4 separate regions of the Anser cygnoides genome follow, and all the other regions are linked to region 1. A link is a contact called in public Hi-C data. All regions are on one chromosome and are shown on one strand. The core of a region is the stretch at or near the end of the contact, and the rest is flanking DNA. Distances in the headings are between cores, read along the strand shown. Region 1 holds the start of LONP2 (lon peptidase 2, peroxisomal). Region 2 holds the start of LOC106039625 (borealin-2-like). Region 3 holds the start of DNAJA2 (DnaJ heat shock protein family (Hsp40) member A2). Region 4 holds the start of NETO2 (neuropilin and tolloid like 2).

Region 1 (3,067 bases), core at 351-2,850:
GCATTTTACACCCATCCTGCAATGAACTGTACTGAGACCCTGGAACCCAACACAGAAACCGTAAGCTATGTCAAAAATTTATTTTCTAGCAGAACTGAAACTTTACCTGTCACTGAAAAACATGATAGAGGGGGGAGAGAAAGGCAAAAAGAAGAAACAAAGAAAAGTCTAAGTACAAGCAGAAGTACACCGATACACTAAATAGGATTAGAATAATTTACCTGTACTGCATACTTATAGAATTGCTCTGACAACTCTCCAAGCTCCTCCTCAGATTTATGCTGGTTAGTAAACTGCTCAAGTCGATCCAACTGTTCAACTTCAGCAACTGGATACGGCTTCTCTTTCAGCAACTGCAGTATCTGGAATCGGCAGAGGCCCGTAACGAGCAATGTATAATGCGGCTTGGGCCAGTTGCTGCCAACCACCTGAACTGCCAGAGCAGCAGTGCCAATCCTAAAAACAGATCAAATCTTTGTATTACTCGGCACCTTCCACAGAACATTTCACGTGTCCCTTACCAACAAGAAACTGAACTGTAGGACCTCTGAGGTCATAGTTCATTATCAACAAAGGTAACAGAATTACATGACCTCTTTTGCACACAAATTAACAAAACCAAACCTTAAAACTTGAAAAGGAATGAGGTAACTGACAAACTAACAATAGCAATATAATACACACATCCTTTTTGGGAACAAGTAACTTTTTCATAAATAATTTAAGGGATCTTGGAACAGGAAAGGAATGCTTACCTTTCTGCTTGAACTATTTGCACTAGAAAACGGAGCGTTTGTAAACTACTGTTCTTCAGTGAAATTGTCTGTCTCATCCAGAATTAATGTTTTAGTTCACATTTACCTGATTAAACTATGATTAAACTACCTGCTTAAGCAGAATTAAAATACATTCTTGCAAAACGTTACTGAATCCACTAATGCAACAAAGTTTTGTAAGGAATAAAGCATATTAGTTCTATTTGTACTTCATCCCACAGAAATATAATTAGCTTTTAGGAACCTAGGTCTCTACCTGTGTTACTTTTATTAAACCACAACAAAAAACAATATGGGTAGAGCCTTAATGACCCTAAACTTTATCGAATCGCGTTATTCTCTTGCACCCCGGTCTTGCTTTCCCAACCTTCTGGCATGCGCCAGCCCCCCAGTCCCTGCCACCGCGTCCCCTCCGGAGAAGCTCCGGGTAGGGGAGAGGCAGCCCCAGGGAGGCCGAGCAGCAAAGCCCCGTCCCCAAGGCCCGGCTCCCCGGAGGTGCCAGCCGGGGCGAGGCGACGGCCGGGACGAGCTGGCGGTGGCACCTGTGCAGGGAGGGCAGGTCGTCGCAGTCGGACGTGGGGTCGCTGGTGTTGGGGATGACGCCGATGATGGTGCTGCGCAGCGACGTGCCCTTCAGGAGCCGGCTGCGCACCAGCTGCATGTTGCGCGGCGAGTCCACGCTGGTCCGCATGGTGGAGCCGGGCAGCAGGACGCCCTCGTGGGTGAGCAGCAGCGGCAGGCGGCTGGGGATCTGGATGGCGCTGCCCGCCGCCATGGCCGCCCGCTGCGCTGCGCTGCGCCCCGCCGCCCGCCCACGGCCCGGCCCGGCCCCGCCCGCTACGGGCACCCGAGAGGGACCGGCCGGGCCCGGAGGCACGGGCCTGGAGGGGAGGCCCCGCGGCACCTGCCGCCAAGCGGCCCGGTCCTCTCAGGGGCCCCGCCTGCCGCCGCGCCAGGCGCCGGGCCCCGGCCCAACCTCGGGTTGTTTTGTTTTGTTGTCGCCCCTTCTGGGGGTGATGGCACGGGGACAGTGCTGTGCCTCGGCAGCCTCGGCCACCAGATGGCAGGCTAGCTCTTGCAATAGGCTCAGGGTTTCCTTTTGTGTGCCTGTTAAATAAATAAATAACACCAAAAAGTGCTATAAATGAGTTTGTAATAACATTAGGCTCCATTAATAGAAAGGTAAATAGTGAAAGGCAAGGCTTTGGGGATTCCATTTACTGGTTGCAAGTGCTTAGTTCCTTGAGTAAAAGGCACGCTCCCACGGCTCCCACATGTTTGGCCCAGGCCCTCTTTCCTTAGGCTGTTGTTGGGGCAGGGGCTCCCCAGTGCTCCAGGCAGCCCTGACCCCAACGGAAGACATGCAGAAACACCCCTCTGCAGCAGTATAGGGACCAAGGCCCAAACCTTCACCTCAAGCTTTCGCCACGCGAGGATTCAAGCACCAAGTGGTGGTGCCCAGGACACAGCCAAATCCACTCCCCGCCTTTTCACAGGGCCACCTGTGGGCTGAGGCTGATCCCAGGACGCCACTAATGCAGGGCAACATTCAGTGCAGTGTAATGGGGTTCAGCAGAGCTGGAGGCAACACCATTTGTTACAGCTGTGCTGTGTCTAGCTCCTTTTGCTCTAGTAATACTGCTTTGCTCATTCATGCAAAAGCCTGCTCGAGGGATGGACTGTGAGCACTCAGGCCTATGGAGAGTTCAGATGAACAAGCTGATTGCAGAAACTTGCCCTTTTTTTTTCCCCCTACCCTCCACTGGTGAAAAGAGGTGCAATATTAAAATTGCATAATGCAATGAGCTATGTTAGCCAATCCCTTGTTAATCACTGACTGACTCGGTATGCTTTGAACAAAGGTAATCCTATACAAAGGTGAAAGTGTAGTAGCAAGGACTGTTTATACAAGCTGGCACTTTGAAACGCACAAGTATAGCTACAGTAAGAAACTTGCTTAGTCACGCAGTTTATTAATGCCTTAATCTGTTGGCCTACTAGAAGAAAATGTCACAGTAAAAAGACATATGGAAGTAATAACAATGGTTAAATGCAAGAAATTACTACAGCTGAGAAAAATTTTTTCTCTGTAAAACAGTCACTTCAGACAACTTAGAAAGAACCTAGAATTTAATGTACTATTCAACATGACATTTAGAAAATACTAATGCAAAAGAGTACTTAACACAAGAATATAGAAAATGTTTTGTGAACTTCCTGATGTTAAACATAATTACTCTGTAAACATATGTTCAACATTCACATATGTTTAAGCTTCTCTAATTATATTA
Region 2 (3,067 bases), core at 292-2,791, 340 kb after region 1:
TCGAATGCACGTTCAGCACAAAGGCTTACAGTAAATTCAAGGTCTTCAAGAGTCATAGGTTTGATCTTTGTGTTGCCCCTGCAACTTCAGCTGCAAGGAAGATTCCAAAAACATCAGCTCTCAGCAGAATATACATCTGATGCTGACTGTCCAGCACAGCTTAAAATGCTGCATAAAAATGAGGTTAAAATTAAAGTTGTTCATGCATCACCACCCGTAAACACTACACGAGAAAAGCTCAGTAGTCAAGGACTTCAGATTAACAGAAAGACAAAACAGTCTCTGGGGCTAGGATGAACATGTTCAGATGAAAAGCAGTTCTTATGTTTTTAAGCACAGACACTACTAAAAACTTGTAATCACTCCTTGTCTCGTCAGGCTCTAAGTAAGGTGACTTAAGAACACAAGCAAAAGAAGATTCCAGACCAAACTGTTACCTACTAATTCTACACCCTGCATTACACGGATCAGTCTACCTGAACAAGAGTACTGACTGGTCACCTGCAACGTAATACCACTGCTGATCAGCTTAAAATATTCAGCAGGCGAAGAAACCTTTATCATAAAAGCCCCCAGCTTGCAGCTTTTTCTCACGTTAGTCAAGGGTACATATAGAAGTACTGATGTCTGCTTTGCTCACAAATACCAAATACTTTGATCACACATACTTACTAAGCAAGTCTTTTCTTTTCATTTTTCTGATGGCAAGTGGTATCTTCAGCAATTCCACTGTAAATGCCTTCTCAGCTGTTTGCAAGAGCGCATCAAGTTCTTTCTTCATTTCCCGGATGCTTTCCTTAGCTTTAAAACAAAATCGGCTTTTATTGCCATACGTGTTAAACATTTCCAAGTAAAATCACTGCTGGATCGCATAAAACAACTTAATGTTTTAGATAGGGTAATTTGACTTGGAGTCAAAAGTGATTTGCAAGTAAGCCTCGAGTTAAGGCAGCTCCGCGCAGCTGTGCCTGTTTCAGAGCGGATCAATGAACAACGCTGACTGCTGAAATGCTGACATTAACTAATACAAGAGCAGATTACCCTGTTGCCCACCTTCTAAGGAGGAGCGTGGCAGCACCACAGGCGGCGCAGAGACATTTTTAGCGCACACGTACCACCGACGAGCACAGCGACACGACCAACGCCTCAGGCCGGCACTTAGGGGAAGGCGACCAGGCCGCGGGCACCCTCAGCAGCCCCAGGCCCCCACACCCGCCGCCAGGGCGGCCCCTCACGGAGCGGCGACGCCTGCGGGGGCCGTTCCTGGGGGTCTGAGCTCTGCCGACCCGGCCCCGAGCCTCTCCCCGGCCTCAGCGGGTCTGTCCCTGGGCCCCGGCCCTACCCTGCTGGTCGAAGTCTCTGAGGAAGAGCGCGATGCGCTGGTCCTTCTTCTCCTGGGAGAGCGCCCCGCGGTCGGGCTCCACACCCGAGTCGGTACTGCGCCGTTTGACCGGGGGCTTCCTCAGGGACATGGCCGCGACCCCTTGAGACAAGCAGGCGGCTCCTGACGCTTGGAGCTTTTGTAAGAGCGGGGGCTTCTCCCCCCCTACCTCCCCCCGCTCCGCCCCGGGGCCGGGGCGGGCACGCCCTTGGGGCAGCCATAACGGCCGGCCCCGGCCCCCGAGCACGGGCTGGCGGCTGTGAGGGCGCGGGGCGGCCCAGAGCCGGGGGCTGGAAGCACCGGGGGGCCCTGGCCCGCCTCGTCAGGAGGGAGAGAGGAGGCGGCGAGGCCGTCCCGGGGAGCCCCGGGGCCCGGAGCGGGGCTGGGCACGGCCAGAGAGGCGCAGCGGGGACGGGGCTGCCGCGTCCTGACAGGAGCCGAGCGCAGCAGGTGGGCGGGCTTAGGCGCACACACGCACAGGCGCTTTCTTCTGATGGAGAAAAATGAGAAATTCCTTTTAAAATATGTTTTTATGAATTGCTTTGAAGCAGGTGCTGCTGGCCTTGGCACCGGAGGAGCGGCGGTAGCGCCTACGGCCGCTTTCGTCCGGCGGGGTGAGTCGTACCCAGCTCCGGGCTGCGGGGTGCTGGTGGTACTGGTGGTGGTGGTCCTGATGGTACTGGTACTGCTGGTGGCGGTACTGGTACTGCTGGTACATCTGGTGGTAGTGGTGCTGCCAGGGGCGGGCGCTGGAAAGCCGTTTTGTCGAGTAGGAGGGACCTCATGTGAGAGCTGTGGCCTCGTACTTCGTTATTTTACTGCTTGTTCTGCTGCAAATTATTATGCAAATCCTTACAATTTGTGTAAACTCTGATCGGGTGAACAGAGAAAAATGTAACGGTGTGGAGCGTTATATAGGCAAGAATACACACAGTATTGAATGTATTAAAATATTAAAATACATATTAAAAATGTAATTCCTAGTAGAAATGTATGACCTTATATGAATCCAAATAATAATAAAAAAAAACACACCAGAGGTTTGAGTATTTTAGGTTTTATACAAATAATCTAACCTGTATTCTTTATTGATTGAGGACCTGCATAAAAAGGAATTTAGATGATGTTGTAAAACACTAGGGTTTTCTTCATACAGTGTATACAATTCATGTTGTAAACTCTCTAAAGTTAGTAGGTTTTTCATATCTTCTTATGACTGGCACAACCTCAGGATCTACTGAACCAGATGGGACGGACTACATCACTCAGACAAAGCTGTAAACTCAGGCTGACAGCCCGTAGTATCATTTCAGATCAGACCATGTTCTTGTTTGTAAAGCAAACAACCCCACCCCACTGCCCCCAAATAAATGCCCCCAAGTAAATGCTTCAGCTCCAGAAAACACTCCAATACCTGACACAAACAAGGATATAGCCAGCTTTTGCTTTTGTTTTAGCGGTGCTGCTATACACATAAGCAGGACTAGCTTCCCTTTCCCTAAACTGTATTTTCTTTTGAATTATCAAACATCGCTAAAGTAATTGTGAGGTATCACTGCAAAAAAAAAGACAAGATCATCTTGCTCGGTAAGTTTAATCTAATACAAACCATGTAAGAAGACTTAAAAAAAAAAAAAAAAAAAAAAGGCAATACCAAACAGTCCCCTCAACAAACCTTTCAGGCCA
Region 3 (3,067 bases), core at 191-2,690, 320 kb after region 1:
TGAAGCTTTACTAGCATCGACCACATATGTTAATCCATACAGTTATTGAAGACTGTGCAGACAACTTCTGAAAATACTGAAGAGACATACCTCTTCTCATGATTTTTTTTTCTTTCTTTCTCCATGTCTCTGAGCCAGACTAATAATTAGAGTCTATGCGACTGTCTTTCCAGTAGCTGTTTTCTGCCCTGTCACTGTTTTCCTCTCTCTAAAGAGAGTCTCCATTTCCCTTTGAAGTTCTTGACTGCTGCCACACCTACAATACCAAAGGCAGATATTACCATGATGTACTAAACTAGATTGTGCCGGACTTAATAAACCCAATGATGGAATTTAGGGTTCTGTAAACAACAGCCTAGGAAGGAGCAGAGAAACCAGCAGTAGACTGCATTGCCCAACACAGCCATTGCAACCACAAGCTATAGCAAGTAACTAAAGATGAAGTCTCCCTCCAGATGATGAGGAAAGAAGCCTCCAAGTAGTCAGATCTGCTCCCCTGAGGCAGAAGGCCTACTCAGATCTCTGCACCTCAAACACATGAATCACTTCAAAGCACCTTTTCTGCGCTCTCTCTCACAGGCCAAGTCACTTATCCACCCCAGCAGACTCTCCCCAGGGCCTGTCATCACCCACCCGGTCCTTATGCACACCCTCTCCCAGACATGCTCTAGGCTTGCCCTGGGAGCACCCAGGAGGGCATTTTCAGTCCTCTGCCATCTCAGGGGCCTGGCCCCAGCCAACTCCACCTTCCTCAGCCGAGCACTGGCCACAGGTTCTGGGGCTTTCTGGTGGCCACTGCTTGGTGAGGGGCTGGCAGCCAGGTGGCCGCACCTGAGGAGAGGCACCAGGTGAGGAGAGGCTCGAGTTGCTGCCACACTGAAGGGACTAAGCACTAATGAAGCACAACGGGCCTGTTCATTTGCCAGCTAGAAGTGGTGTCTTGCTGGGGCATCAGCATCTCTTGAGCACTTGTTCCTGAGTCACTCCAGGCCTAGCCTGGCAACTCGTGCTTCTTTGAGATCGCAGGAGCTGAGCAAAACCCTACAAAACACGGAGCAGATGGGCACTAACGCTATTTATAACCAACAAAGCCTTAGTAACACGCGTCTGAAGGAAAAATCTGTCGGCGTGTGCGGTGAGGCCGCGCGGGCCACCCTCAGTGACAGTGCTCGGGGTGACGGAGGGGAGGCTGAAGGCACGGTTTCCTCAGGGCACGCCTCGCTCCTCACGCGGCCCCTCAGGCGCTGCCCCTCAGGGCTCTGCCCGCACCGCCCCCTCCCGCCTCCCGCCCCGCGGCTGTTAGTGCCGGCAGCGCCCCCTGCCGCCAGGCGGCGGCACTGGGTCAGGCGCCCGAAGTGGGCCGAGGGGCGGGGCCGCGGCGCCGAAGGGCGAAGGGGCGGGGCTCCCGCGGCCCCTCCCCTCCCTCCCTCTCTCCCTCCTCGCGTCGCGGCGCGGTGACGCGGGGCGTGTGCGCGTGACGTCGGCAGCGGCTCTCGTCCTGCTCCCGGGCTCGCCCTCGCCGCCCCTCGGCCCGCTCCGGCCCCGCCGCCGCCCGCTGCCGCCATGGCGAACGTGGCCGACACGAAGCTGTACGACATCCTGGGCGTGCCGCCCGGCGCCTCCGACAACGAGCTCAAGAAGGTGCGGCCGGGCCGGGCCGGGCGGCGCCGCCGGGCAGGGCCCCGGGTCTGAGGGAAGGCCCCGGGCTTGGGGGGGAGCGGGGCCTGCAGGCGGCGGGGCCCGGCCCGGCCGCGGCGCTGAGGCCTGGCGGGGGGGACCCGGGGCAGGGGCCCGGGCCGAGTAGGCCGCGGGTAGGCCCCGGGGGAGAGCAGCGGGGGAGGGGGGGAGGAGGAGGAGAAGGAGGAGGGAGCGGGGCCCGGCCGGGCTCCCCGAGGCCCCGTCAGCTCCCTGCGGCCCGGCCCGGCCCCGCCAGGTCCTCGCGGCGCCGAGGGAGCCCCCGCTCGTCTCGCCCCCGCGGCGCCGCCTGCCCGCCCGCCCGCCTGCCTCCTGGGCGGCGCTCGCAGCCGGCGAGAGGCTCCTTGGGGGAGGAACGGGCATGCGGCAGCAGGTGGGGGCCGCTGCCATTGTCTGCCCCACGTGTAGGCCTCGGTGGGGTCTCGCTTTGCTCCCGGATCTGGTCGTTTTCAGGCTGCTGGCTGCGAGGTGAGGTAAAGAAAGGAGCGAGGAGAGAGCTTGGAGCCGGTTCATCGTTTACTGCATCCATTTCGCTCAGTGGTGCATAAACTTTTTTTTTTTCTTCCCCAAAAGAAATTAAGCGCCATTTACACGTGAGGGAGGATAACTAAGTAGGCAGTTTACTAGCAGTGACCTGCTTCTGCTGCTGGGTGGTGCTGGAATTAACAACTCCCCCGTCATGCATGTGCTAGCCCAGTTTGTGCAGGGATAGGCAGTTGCAGTGTTGAAATAGCGTTAGAGGTGGAAGGCATGCGGCAAGAAGCTCCTGAACACAATCAAGTAGATTTTTTTTCCTTGCTAAGTTCTCTTAAGGGTGTCTTGTCTCCTGTAAGCACAAAGAACTTGCAGCAGTCCTTCACTCAATAATCTGTATGGCTTAATGTTCGTTGCTATGTGTTATGCTTGTCTTGGCATGTAAAGTTTTGGGCTGCCCACAGCAGTGAGAAGTTCATCCATCTCTTATTGTCACAAAGAGGTCGTGTGGATTCTTTATTCGTGTAATATTTTAATGTAGATATAAAAGTATAGAAAAGGTAAAACTAATAAAATCCATAATAGCTTGATCAAAAGGGTCTGACAGAACACTGATGAGTTAAACTAATTTCTGTTGAAGCTATAGTATGGTGTTCATATAAGCCATGATTCTGGATCTGTTTCTGATAGATTAAATAGTGGTAGCTTGCTTTTGGGCCATGAGTAGTCTAAAGGATTGCTCTAAACCATGCTGCCATAAACAAAGGCATGAGTTCTCTTTATATTTTTCAAGATCACCACACAAAAATCGTTTTTAGCTGAATAGATAACATTATGTAGGTTTTCAGTTTGGATGTTTTTTTTTTTCTCGATTATACTGCTTAAAATATGGGGGAAA
Region 4 (3,067 bases), core at 157-2,656, 260 kb after region 1:
GTCTCTATTTGAAATTGAAAGGACAGTTCGAGTAAGCGGAATAATATAATTATGTAACTTGGGATTTTGCCACAGCATCGAGCTTAATACTTCACATCAAGCTGTTTAGAACACCGAAATGGTTCTGTAATGCCCAGAGGCGCTGGGGACCTTTCCTCCAAGGTCTCGGATGTCCCCTTCAGGCCGCTAGCCAGGAGCAGGAGCGTGGCGTGTTCCCCCAGGACATGCTGGCCTTTGAACACCGTAGAAAGAACTGATCCAAACGCAAAGCACCGCACCGCAAGGCAAGCAGAGCTTCACGCCTCACGCCCACGCCCGAGGCTGGAGCAGGCGGCCCCGCAGGCTGCGCACCAGCACCTAAAGGCCCGACTGCCGTGTCCGTGGGGTGGGCTCCAGGCTGCTTCCACGGGGTGCCCGAGCCCCGAGACCCCCCGGGAAGCACCCTGGGGATGCAGCCCGGGGCCGGGCGCGGGGAAGCCGCGGGCGCAGCGCTGCGGGGCCGGCCCGGGAGCTTGCGGCGCCTCGGGTCCCCCGGTCCCGGCTGCCCGGCGGCTGCTCTTGGTCCCCCTGCCCTGCGGAAGGCGCTTCCCGGGAGCCAGGCAGCCCGTGCCCGGTGTCCCACCTCGGGCCCCCGCCCGAGGGCACGCACAGCTCCTCTCGCCGGCTGCCCCGAGGTGATGGGGCGGCAGCCGGGCGGGCAGCGGGCAGCGGGCAGCGGGCGCCCTTTGCTTAAGTTCGTGTCGAGTGACGGCTCCGTGGCTCCGTGGGAGCCGTCACAGCAGCCGCACAAGGGCGTGTGCCGGGCTCCCGACCCGCAGGCAGCACAACGCAGCCGGGCTGGGCACGCCGCCGGGGCTCCGCCGGGAGCAAGGGGGAGAAGGGGGGAACGCCCGGCGGAGCGGGGGGGCCGGCTGCCTGCCGCCCCCGGACAGCCAAAGGCGGGCACATCCGTTCTCCACCTTCCTCCAGCCGAGCCCCCGGGCGGGCAGCGCCGCCGGGCCCCTCTCCGCAGCCGGGCGAATCCCGGCGCGGGGGGCCGGGGGAAACCGCCCGGCACTGCCCTCCCAGGGCACGGGGCCGCCGCCCCCGCTCGGTGCCCGGCCCGGCGGGGGGCGCGCAGCGGCCCCGGCGGCTGCGGCTGCTTGCGGGGCTCGGCGGGGGGCGGGCACATGCGTACAAGCGACTGAGGCGAGCAAACCCCCCTCGCGGCTCGAAGCGGCTTCATTCACCGGCTGGGAGCCGCCGGGCTGCGAGCGGAGCGTCTCACCGAGAGCCTCCTCCCCGGCCCCCGGGGCGGGCCAGCCCCGACGGTGCCCGCCGAGCCCCGCTCTAGATGGGACTGAGCGCGGCGGCGGCTCCGGGCTCGGGAGAGGGGGGAGGAGGAGGAGGAGGAGGAGGAGGAGGAGGAGGAGGAGGAGGCTGAAGCTCCGGGCATGGCCGCGGGCGGGCGGGGGCCGGCCGAGCCGTAGCCGCGGGCCACAGCGCCCTCGCGGGGGGCCGCCGCGCCCGGCCGCGGCCATGGAGCGCCGCTGATCGCTGCCGAGTGGAAGCCGCCGCCGGGAGACGATGGCCCCGCACCAAGTCTGCTCGGTGCTGGAAGGTAGGAGCCCCCCGCCGGCCCCGAGCCCCCCGCCCTACCGGGCCGCCTCTTCGGCTGCCCCCGCCGCCCTCCCTCGGCCCGCGGAAACTTTTGGCCGAGGGGCCGGGGATGCTCCGCGCCGGGGGAAGCCGGCGGCAGCTCGGGGCGAAGGGGGCCGGCAGCCCGCAGCCACCCCCGGCTGCCCCCGTCCCGTCCCGGCCGGGCAGGGCAGGGCAGGGCAGGGCAGGGTCGTGCTGCGGGAGCTCTGTGGCCGGGGGGACCCAGCCGCGGGGTCGGGGGATGCGAGTCTGCCCCGGGGCTCGGCCGTGCGCTCCCGAGACGCGTCGAGAGCTTCTGCGCTCCATCTTTTCACAGCCAGAATCCTCCTTCTGCTCCCCTAACTCTCCCGGTGAGATGTGGAACTGTGGGCAGGGTAGCGGGCTCGCTGTCAGGAGCGAGCTCTCTTTTCAGCGAGGTTTTCACGAAATCAGCTCCTGCTTGACCGGTATTCACCTCTGCTTCCCTTTCTCCTGAGGCTTGTAAATCCTGTTCCTAACTACTTCAGGCGCAGAGGTAAACAGCTGAGGAAAGCCAGCCTTCCCCCCGGCCTTTCCTTATCTGTGCTATTATTTATAGAGCCCAACGACAAGCGAAGGGTCTCTGATAGAAAACAAAGCTAAACGTGGCAGTTAACCTTGTGCCTCGCGAGATGGTTTCTAGCGTTCTGCATCTTCTTCAGCAATACCAGACGTGCACCACCAGGGATTTTTTTTATTAAATTATTCCATTAGGAAATTTTGGAACGTTTGTTTGCATTATTTAAGCCATTGAGGCATTACTGCAGTGGGGAGAACTGTTTCTGATGTGCATTGATGTCTTCCCACGGTATGAAAGTTGTAAAGAAGTCTGTTTTAAATCCAGAATGTTTCCTTAGCCCATAAAATCCCATGTCTCTGATCTGAAGGATAGTTATCTTGAGGGTTTAAATAAATATTTTTCATTTATTAGCATAATAATTGAGAGAGAAAGTCTTTGCTTTCAGCAAATGCCTATTATATAGAGGTGTTAACCATCCACTGGTTTTAGACACCACAGGAACAAAAGGCTTACTGGGTAAGCCCCAAGAAAATGTAGTTAGTTTTATTTTTCCACTTCCTCTGTAAGTAAAGTAGCACATAGTTAAATACCATAAAACATGGTAAAACCACCATAAAATCCAAGTGACAATTCTGCTGCTTAATTACTTTCTACGTACACAGACTTGATTGCATTTCAGAAATTCCCGATTCTTCACAATTTGACTGTACAGGATTTCTCCTGAACAGAGCTTGCTCTGATCGTTTATAATCACACTAGTGTCCAGTTAAAAAGAAAAGCACTTCTAAAGGAAGTTTTTAGTATCATTTACAATAAATAAATTGCACAAAGCCATTAGTCAATAAGCTGTTAGTATTCTAAATGCATCACTTGCCATGGCTACAGAAACAA

The links. Hi-C and Micro-C count contacts between places; a contact is called where the count stands out from the background.
Region 2: a contact with region 1 is called in a Hi-C map of liver, with 2.0 times the contacts expected there. The contact joins the promoter of LOC106039625 here to the promoter of LONP2 in region 1. A contact is called at or near these places in 2 of 7 Hi-C or Micro-C datasets (both in liver).
Region 3: a Hi-C map of liver shows a contact between it and region 1, with 2.4 times the contacts expected there. The contact joins the promoter of DNAJA2 here to the promoter of LONP2 in region 1. A contact is called at or near these places in 2 of 7 Hi-C or Micro-C datasets (both in liver).
Region 4: a contact with region 1 is called in a Hi-C map of liver, with 13 times the contacts expected there. The contact joins the promoter of NETO2 here to the promoter of LONP2 in region 1. A contact is called at or near these places in 2 of 7 Hi-C or Micro-C datasets (both in liver).

Annotation. Positions count from the first base shown.
Region 1 is chr12:19,165,610-19,168,676 of Taihu_goose_T2T_genome, forward strand. It overlaps LONP2 (lon peptidase 2, peroxisomal), which reads right to left and starts at 1,601. Exons shown (of 15, transcript XM_013186832.3): 1 at 1,319-1,601; 2 at 222-456. The coding sequence starts at 1,551.
Region 2 is chr12:19,510,098-19,513,164 of Taihu_goose_T2T_genome, forward strand. LOC106039625 (borealin-2-like) reads right to left here and starts at 1,542. Exons shown (of 8, transcript XM_048073299.2): 1 at 1,343-1,542; 2 at 673-801. The coding sequence starts at 1,472. It overlaps DNAJA2 (DnaJ heat shock protein family (Hsp40) member A2), which reads left to right. Exons shown (of 12, transcript XM_048073403.2): 9 at 1-1,522; 10 at 1,930-1,995.
Region 3 is chr12:19,486,442-19,489,508 of Taihu_goose_T2T_genome, forward strand. It overlaps DNAJA2 (DnaJ heat shock protein family (Hsp40) member A2), which reads left to right and starts at 1,441. Exons shown (of 12, transcript XM_048073403.2): 1 at 1,441-1,641. The coding sequence starts at 1,564. It overlaps LOC106039583 (a long non-coding RNA gene), which reads right to left and starts at 1,408. Exons shown (of 4, transcript XR_010834410.1): 1 at 91-1,408.
Region 4 is chr12:19,425,171-19,428,237 of Taihu_goose_T2T_genome, forward strand. It overlaps NETO2 (neuropilin and tolloid like 2), which reads left to right and starts at 1,407. Exons shown (of 9, transcript XM_048073401.2): 1 at 1,407-1,600. The coding sequence starts at 1,567. All of the region lies in intron 2 of LOC106039583 (a long non-coding RNA gene), which reads right to left.